Regions from separate parts of the Zea mays genome. Here region 1 is linked to region 2. The links are chromatin contacts, called in public Hi-C maps. All regions are on one chromosome and are shown on one strand. The core of a region is the stretch at or near the end of the contact, and the rest is flanking DNA. Distances in the headings are between cores, read along the strand shown. Region 1 has its middle 3.8 kb from the start of LOC103632671. Region 2 holds the start of LOC100383281.

Region 1 (4,804 bases), core at 1,209-3,708, 92 kb after region 2:
AATGAATTACTTATGAATTAAACAAGTTTCTGGAATTATTTTCATACTAAAAATCATTTTCTTTATTTAGTTTATAACTAAACCGAGAACTCTGTCTGTAATTTCAATTTCTGAAGAAGCCAGGGGCCACAGCGCTAAAAACAGGACCTATCTGCTATGTTTTAAATAAAGACTAGGATGGCAGGTTGATATATAAAAATCTCGAGGGCTCATATGTTAATACGCCACAATGAAGGGGTATCAACCAAAGGGGCCACGCGATCTGGAATCAACGGACCAGATTAGATCCCACCCTTATGTGAACCGGTACCCTATGATGACCGTACGATTTAACAGTTACAGCCCAGATTTCATCAAGGAACGATCTAATCTAAACCGCCCAATCCCCTCTAAACGGTTTAGATCCTTCATCCAGGGGGGTATTCTCCCATCTAATCTGTAGCGTCCGCTCAGAGATCGACGGTCTACGATGCCTGATGCCAAAACGCAACCCAGATCTAATCCCAGCCGATCAACCCAAATCGAACCGCCCACGCCCGTCTTCCCAAATGGCGGCGGCTCCGAGCGCCCCCACGGTTGCGCTCCCCATCGAGTTCACGATTACAGCCCTCTGGCGGCTTATTCTAAGCGACGAAAGCAGCTACACGAGAAGGGGAGACCAGCAAACCTGTTATGGTCGAACTATGAGCGAGTTGTGACGAGAGGACGGCTATCCCTGTCGATGGGCGGATCCATCATGGGTCATGAAGTTCGGCGAGCAATTGCGCCCACCCCGAAGCTTCCCCATGGATGTCGATGATTTGTATATCTTCTACTCAACCAAGCGATTCCCTAGAGCCCCAAGCTGAGGCCCGAACCGTGGGCAAATGTGGTTCGGCCGGCGGCGGCGGTTGGCTTCCCATGCTTCCACATAGCACCAGTGATGGTGCCAGGCTGAGGCAAGATGAGATGGACGAAGGGCCACAGAGTATGGATTTTATAGGCCGCGGCGGAGTCCGACCTGAGGATCAATATCAGCGGATACCACGGGGTTTGTTACGTGCCACCTCTCGCGTTGGGTGCGGTGTTCGGGTGTGAGGGACGATTATGTAGCGCGGACCCACCAACAAGTGACCGAGTAAGGTTTGGGGAGGCTGGCGCGTGGGCCACAGGGGTTGGCAGCAGCGGCGCGGTGGACTTCTGGGCCGCGCGAAATAGAAAAGGGGGTGGGCTCGACAGTAGATCTAGCCCAACGCAGGTATTGATTCCTTTTCTTTTATTCTTATTTTCTTATTTTGTTATTCCTTTTTCTAATTTCTATTCTTTCTTAATTCAGATTCAAATAAAGTTCAAAAGTCAAACATAATGCTCACTCAAAAATCAATCATGATGGTATAGATATATATTTATTTTAATTAATTTATTTGTTTGGTAGATGTTATTTGAAGTATGAAACACACTCATATTTTTTCTTTCTTTTAAGAAAATAGCATTGGAACGTGGGATAGGAATTAAAAGTTACTTCATAAATAAATATTCATTATCTATTTATTTTAAAAGAAGGTATGGTATACTTTCTATTAAGGGTTACTTGAACATCTGAAACGTATTTATAGTTTAGGAGGAGAATAAATCAATACAATATCTTTCAACTACTTATTTTCTTTCTAAGTTTCAAATTTGATTCTTGTTTCAAAATTTACTTAAATATATTGGACAAACTTTTATAAATTCTAAAGTTAGGATTTTTGGGTGTTACGTCATATTTTGGATCTTCTTGAAGTTTTCAATCCTGTGGGTTGCCTTACGGTAGTAGTGGAGTAATACCATCTAGCAGGAATTTTGTCGTTATGAGAATATGCATCGGAGTGGCCTAGACGAGTTGTCCCTAGAACTCAGCCATCTCGATTCGGCCGTGAACTTCCCGACCACTCCGACGTGGGTCTTCTTGGGCCCACCATTTTTTCTTCATGGAGTCTTCTTCGTCCCCAGAGGTGGTCCGTATAGATGGCCAAAAAGCACGAGGCCTGTGAGCCCGGCACGAAGCCCGCTTTTTGGGCCCGGTCCGAGCCCGGCACGGTAGAATAAGCGGGCAGGTTTGGACAGGAAACTAGGCACGGCGGGCTAGCCCGGCACGGCCCATTTACCTCTAAGCCCGTTAAGCCCGTTTTTTTTACACTAAAACGTGATTACCGGCCTGTTTAGCTCGCTTTTCGGCCTGTTTTTTTCGTGCTAAACGGGCCGGCCCGACCCGTTTAGGCCCGCTGCGGGCCGGGCTTGGACAGAAAATTAAGCCCACTGGCTCAGCAGGCCCGGCCCGGTTTTGGCCGGGCTTCACCGAGCCCGGACCGGGCCGGGCCGGGCGGCCCGTTTGGCCATCTCTAGTGGTCCGAGTCCAAGTCCCCACGACTGTCCGAGTCGGTATGGAGTCTTGAGTCCGAACAGTCGTGGTAGTGGCCGCCACACCATCGGTCCATCGTGTAGATTAGATCTTATTTATTAAAAGCTTCTAATGTCGTAGTCACTAGGCCATGAGATGTTAACCCGAGGTACCCGAGCTTGTTGCCATTGAAATGGAGCGTGCTGAAGAGTGAAGACGATGTTTGTGATTGTCAGGGCGGCAGACACGTGATTAAGGTCGCCAAATAGAATCTCCTGTCGCGGTGCAAAGCTCATTGCTGCCATCATATGTGTGACCACCCCTACATGGCACCAGCTCTTAAGGATATATACTAGAGGTACCTAAGACACTCCAACAAATCGGTGCCGACCTAGCGCTGTCCTAAAACTCTGATGAGTTTCTGGTGCAGGCACCAGAACTACTCAGTTTCACACTCAAATCTGGCAGGGTTAGCCATTAGTATGTAACTCTAGTGTTTTGTTTGATGGTTACGGCGCGTGTAAAAAATAGTGTAGCTTCTCTATCTCATCCCTTTTTAAAATTATACGGACTCAAGTTAATATGCGATGATCATCACATTTAGATCTCCTTTGTAACAAAGAAAAAAAAAGAAATGTTAGGATTAATTTGGTGACAAAGGGATCACGAAGAGATTAGAGGAGAAATGAACTAATTTTCTCCTCAACCCTCACCAATTTCCCTATGATCTCTGATCTACAAATCAGTCCACAGGAAGAATAGGTTGGGCAGAGATGAGAGATAACGGGAAAAAAAATCCCTCTAAAACCGGCTACAGAGAAGCAACACTACAGGATCCTTGTCCATTCCACCAATATTGAAGCGACCGAACAATAATCTTACAAGTATGGGCTAATGTGGTTAGTTGCTGACTTGCTTTAAGATTAGTGGGATGAACATGTTGTCACGGAATCGAAAGAAACCCTATGTAGTCGCTTTTATTTGCATCCAGATACAGCCCCCCCCCCCCCCCCCGCGAGAAAACATGGTTGGACCAACAGTCCAACATGAACACGCAACAACCGGTGCTCCCAAGTGTGCGTCCACTGCAACTTTGCGAGCGACAACGACGTCCATGTGGGTCGCCACCAAACGCCGACAGACACAGAAGCAACGTCGCAATGGGGTCACCACACAAGCTGCGCTGGGGCCTCCATCACGCACGAATCGTTTCGGCTGGCATGGCAACCAGAAAGCCTGAAACGGACGGGGGCACGACGTCCAATGGGGGGTAGAGATTGGATGTGTTGTGGTGTGACTACTTTTCTCCGCAGAAATGCATGAATGAATGATTATATGGCAGCAAGGCCAAGGGGCCGACCAGACACAGGCTGTATACAGGATGATGAACTGACAGCAAAACTCATCACTAGTCTGGAGATGATGGATGTGGTCTAGGCTGCAGGGAAAGGGCGGGGTGACGGACAGCGATGACGAAGCTGGGGATCACCTGTTTTGAAACACATGTCATGTGCGTTTTTACAACCATCAAATCAGAATCAGAAAGAAAAAAAACGAGACACCAACTCTGATCACAAACTGTAAGTGAGATTCTGCAACAGGAGCACTGTAACACTGCGTACGGCATATGGCTGCAGAAGAGGTTTTCTGGGATTTGTCTGCCAGCCAGAGTGATGACTCAAAACTGCAGCTGTATAAAGGGAACAGTTGGACAAGACGACAAGTCATATATGTAGGGGAAGAATTTTAAAGGGAGACAGTAAAATATATTTAGAACGTGTAAGTAAGGGAAGATGGTATGGTTAGAGAGAGCCTAAGCTATCTCCGACAACTTTAACTATTTCACTTCTTATTTTAAACTTCACTTTATAAAATCATAGCTGTAGGTACAAGACTAACGGTTAACCTAGAACGATGCAGGAGATAGGTTCAATGGTCTTTATGTACTTCCTTCAAGCCAGACCACCCGGAGTTTCTCTAAAAGAGTGAGCATACATCCAGTTGACTGATAATGTTATATACTTCACCAAATGATATCGTCAGAGAGTTAAAGAATACAGTGGTCGTTGACAGGTAACATGGAAGTTAAAGCATCTGTTCATTCCCCAGCACCACCACCACCAACACACACACATATACATACACGAGAGAGCCCACAAAGCTAGTATACATGTGAATGAATATGTCTAAAAGAGTAGTAATCAGCAGTCAAAAGGTACATCTGAGTGTGCTGAGTATATTTTTTTCTCCTTTTTTTTGAATAAAGATAAATCTCAAGAGCATTCTTGCGAATACAGGAACATGCATATCCACTTTGTTCCCAGCAGGCAACAAACCAGTCAAGTGCAGACCAATTACAGAATCGATGTCTTCTTTATCTGAAGTGGCTCTAGTTTAGAAGGGGAAGATACTGTGCCTCACTGATTCAGTTCAAGTACTATCAGT
Region 2 (4,758 bases), core at 2,145-4,644:
GTGCTACGCTTGAGCAATGGACCATGTTGAGGTTTGCAAGCTGTGTTCCAAAGACCGGCAATTTTATCGATTGAGAGAAGCAATTCACGTAGAAATTCCAGCTCAATATGTGTCGATTCATTGTTTTTTTGCGATTGTTACATTCCAAATTTGCATGTAAATTCTAAAATAAATTTTGCAACATGATCACTCATAATGTTTTTTTTTTGTCTTCTCTTCCATAAAACACCCCTATAAATTGATGCAACAATATGCATACCAAATCAATATAATTTCGATCATCCAGAGTTTGCGTGAGAAATCACCTAGTTGATAGTTGATACATTATTATTGTGACCTTTAAACATCTTCTGAAAGCACAAACCAGATTGACACACTACCAAAACTGAGCTCTAGGTTCGGTATATTCATAACAAGAACAGAAAGGTTCCAGATATCTGTGCAAACAAAGTAAGAAGACTTTCTACTTCTGAAAGAGCAATAGAAATATTAACATATTACAGATATATAATTTGACTCAGAGAGTACAATTTTAAAGCAGGCCTTTAACTGGAAGCAGCACGAGCTAATGTGGATAGGTGGATAATTGGATACCTTGTGGAGTTTGTGGTTCAGAAATATCTTTTTCAAGCTTCTTAGCCAATTTATCCCCGAATATGACCCAAACTAGAAAAGTATTTTCCTTCAACACTAGAGCATGAAAAACAGAACAAATGGCAGTGTTCCATACTAACAATTTTAAATAAGATATCTGGGGCAGCAATTTTTGAAAAGCAAAGCACATCTGAGTCAAGGAAGTAATAAAAAGCTCATAAGGAAAATCAGAACAAACCGATAGCAATTACGGAAAAAAAATCATGTTTGTAAAGAATACTCCAAGTCCAAGGAAGTAACTGTACGTGCATAGTGAGCATCACAGCAAATGATGCAGCTAGCCAACAATTCTTCAGATACTATTCCAGGTATTGAACTTCATCTACCTAGAAAGAAAATATTTCCATGCAAATACTAATTTCATCAGATGCACGGTATTCATAGACTTTTAACAGGCACAGCTAGAAAATTTGTTATCAACGAAGTGTTGAAGTGTAGCAGAAAACATCACACGGTATTCATATACTTTTTAATTTATATCCCATCAGATTACAAGAAACTTTTCGGAGGCAGTATAAAATACAGGTTCAGTGTTTACATCAATAATCACCTAAGCTGTGAAATAAGAACTAATGAAATGATCCTCTGAACTTGGCCTATCAACTTCTCAGCATAAAGAGAAATGGCCAGATCAATTAAAATCTAGAAGAATGAGTAGTTAAGATGTCTGGAAATTGCAATTATTATCGCTAATTAGAATCCAGAACAGCACACCATCTTAAGCTGACTAACACGTAACAGCTTGGTCGTTCATATAAGAAAAAAGAAACGATAAGATAAAAGATAATGTAAAGATGTAAACTGAGAACCACCTTGAAAGCAAGGGGCAGCACACCACTGTCACTGTATCTGCTTGAAGTAGTAGTCTTTACGCAGAGGAACTATGCTCTCAATGAAAGTATGTGTGCTAAAGGAAAAGTCAAGCTCTGGCCAGGCTGTTGTCAGTTCTTCTGAACTTGAACTTGGGTCAAAACAATATAGATTCCTAGCCAACAACTGCACCCAAATTTTTCCACCGTGGAAGAGTGTGTGTTTCGGAGTAAAATAACATGAAGGCATCAACCAAGGCAAGGAGAAGTGGTATCTGTGAGTCCAGCCCTGCTTATCATGGCTATTGAGCATCAGTATGTCCATTGTACGAGGCGGACCTTCCAATGCACCATCGACAATCAACAAGCATAGCTTTCCCTCAAGCTCTGCCAAAGAGCAATGACCTCCATAAGATTTGTGTGGAGGAAGCATCATCACATCAAATTTTTCGCTCTCAAGATTCAAGCAGTTGATACGCGATGAAGCAATGTAGCGGAACTTTGTCAGATAGTATACCATCCCATTCACATGCACCCCTCTGTCAGTCGGAGCACCATGACAGCTCCCAACTTGTCTCCAGACACCGACTCCAATCGTGTATATCTCACAGTGTACCTTGAACGGGTCATTGTGAGCTCCTGGATAGAAATGCACCACCTTGTGTTCCCTTTTTTGTGGGCAAAACCCCAAGCAGTGCCAATTGCAGGACGAGAACTGGCTGCTCCCTGCCGTGTACATTGGCATCGGCAACATTAAAGATTCACCAGTCGTTGGGTTCAGCACCTCGACAGCTCCTGTGCTGTCACCTAGGCAGAGCAGGCCATTGCAAGAATTGTGCACGAAGACGCTCCGAGACGCCGCGGGCCTTGACAGCTGGTACATGGATGCGTTGTTGTCCGCGAGCACCATGGCGAGCGACCTGTCGTTTCCCCTGTCAGTCGCAAAGAGCAGCAGCTTCTGCTGGCCACGGCTCAGGTGCTCATGGATGAAGTGTGGATCTGTGAGCACGGACATCCATGACTTGCACACCAGTCTGCAGGCCGCGAGCGCACGGGCAGGCAGCCTGCGGAATACCTCGGTGAGGGCATCGTCGCAAATCAACCGGGCAGGATCCTCCACTGCTCTAGCTTTCTTGTGCTCCATCACTTCCCTGCTAGGCCAAGACAAGTCCGCAGCTAGCCGGGACGGCACAACTGCCAACGCCCACTGGTTTTTTTGCATCCACAAAAACAACCACTCATCGTTTTAGTTTCTTCACGAAAAAAACAGCAAAAATAGCAAATCCGCAAGGAACAGCAAAAATCCACTAATATATGAGAATTAGAAAAAGCCGATACCTATCATACAGATACAGACCAGACAGCCAGAGCCACCACGCAGGATGCCCCCGCCCCACTAGTAGTCCTTGAATCAAGGAAACGAATCGCTCAATTTCAGCGCAACAAGCCGAAAAACAAACGGACCGAAGCGATGAAACGCCGCCACGAGATGCGAGCATGCATTGCAGCCGCCGAGACCCCGCCTCCTGAACCCCCCACGCACCTGCCAGGAGCAGCGAAATTAAGAGCGGCTCCACACGGCCCCAACGAACTCAACAGCACATGGTAGGTGCGAGCGACTCGGTGTCGAGCTCTTGTTGGCAAGTAAAAAGAAGAGAGAAGAATCCCAACCTACCGGCCGGCCAAACCGAAGAAGCGATCCTCTGGAATCGGGCGTCGCGGGAGGCGGAGATCAGCGCGGCGGAACACGACGAGGCCGAGCGGTACAGCGCATCGGGCTCACCGACCGATCAGCGGCGGGCGGCGGGCGGCGACTTTGCCCTTTTCCTCCACCCGTCTCTGCCTCCTCGGTCGCGCTAGTCGGCTTCGGTTCTGTTTGTTGTTTTGGAAGGGGTCGTGGTGTGGTGGGGGGAGAGAACGAGAAACGGAAGCTTGGATGGGTGGGTGGGTGCCGCGGGGGTATCGCCGTGTCGACGCGGTAGGAGACGGGGATAGGAGGAGGGAGCGCGTGGGACACGAATCGCGAGGCCGGCGGACGGGACGGTGGGGACTGGGGCCCCGAATGTGCGCGCTTGGGCGGGCCCCTTCCCTCGTGCCCGGGCCCGCTGCGTCGCTGTTGTCGCCGTAGCGAGAGAGGGAGAGGTCCTGTCGCCGTGACGACGTCTCCGAGAGGAGCGTCGCGATAGGCCGATAGCGGTGACGTCGATGTTGCTGTGCTGTCGGCTGATCCACGTCACATTTTTTCCCTCGTAGAATAGGACCGACGACTATTCTCTTCAATCTCTCGTGTTGTGGGATGAATGTTGCATAAGATATTGCGTAAAGTTATATGGATTGACGTGGAAATATATAATGGCTATTTGGTTAACTGCTTACACGTACAATATACTCCTACGTCTCAAAATATGATTTGTTTTAGATTAAATATGTATTCATTAGTTAACTTATAAAAACTATAATTATTACTCCCTCCGTGCAAAATATATTTTGTTTTAGACTAATTATATATTCATTAAGTAATATATGAATTTAATTTACATATATGTCTATATTCACTATCATTTGAATTTGAATGATTATGGACAGAAAAAATGAGCTAGAAAAAACGAGACCGAGGGAGTATCATTTATTTGAATATCGACGGAAAAAACTTAAAAAGTATATTTTTAAGATGGAACAAGTATTTAACGTGCGAGGTTAACGTATTGTTGGCATCGATCCAGGCGCCAAACATTTGGGAGTTGTTTCGCTCGGCGAGCTCTCTGCGGTGGCATGAACGTTCCGCGGTCTAGGGCCAGACGGTCCGCGACCTAGCAGCAAGAGCAGGGTTTCCTGCACTGTGCTGGACAGTATGCGGCCTAGTGCTAGACGGTCCACGACCTAGCAGCAGGAGCGAGGTTCCTGGACTACGCTGGACGGTTCGTGCCTAATGGTCGGACGACCCGCGTGTGCGTGGAGTGGCGGTGTTCACCAACAGCACCTGGATCTCACCCCCGGGAGGGACCCCGTCAAGGAGGAGAGATCCTATGTGGGGGACAGATATCTCCCGGGTCCACTAGAAGGATAAAAGACCTCACGAAAGGCCCAAAGGCCCCATAATTCGTAAGGCCATCCCCTCGTAGGCCTGGGAGGAACGACCAGTGGAGCGGATTAACGCAAGGCCGGGTCGGCGCAAGCCCAGACGGCCCAACAAATTCGAGCAGTAATCACAACAGTGACCCGACCTTCCCGCAGGAGCCCCGTACAACGGAACCAAGCGAGGATGGGTCGGCTGAATTATAGGAGGATAGACTCA

Evidence for each region. A called contact is a pair of places that touch in the nucleus more often than the background predicts.
Region 1: a contact with region 2 is called in a Hi-C map of leaf, with 4 times the contacts expected there. The contact joins the enhancer-like site here to the promoter of LOC100383281 in region 2. A contact is called at or near these places in 9 of 25 Hi-C or Micro-C datasets (bundle sheath, ear, endosperm and 3 more) and 1 of 3 datasets of contacts at active chromatin or transcription factors (leaf).

What each region holds. Positions count from the first base shown.
Region 1 is chr7:106,469,678-106,474,481 of Zm-B73-REFERENCE-NAM-5.0, forward strand. No RefSeq gene overlaps it. Among protein-coding and RNA genes, the nearest start is that of LOC103632671, 3.8 kb to the right of the region's middle. Within about 2 kb of position 2,459, at least 8 of the 20 cell types and tissues checked have an H3K27ac peak or open chromatin away from gene starts, as enhancers often do. A contact at or near this core is called in bundle sheath and leaf, where this site is marked.
Region 2 is chr7:106,377,100-106,381,857 of Zm-B73-REFERENCE-NAM-5.0, forward strand. It overlaps LOC100383281, which reads right to left and starts at 3,395. Exons shown (of 3, transcript NM_001175941.1): 1 at 3,139-3,395; 2 at 2,802-3,006; 3 at 1,126-2,670. The coding sequence starts at 2,607. The coding sequence ends at 1,495.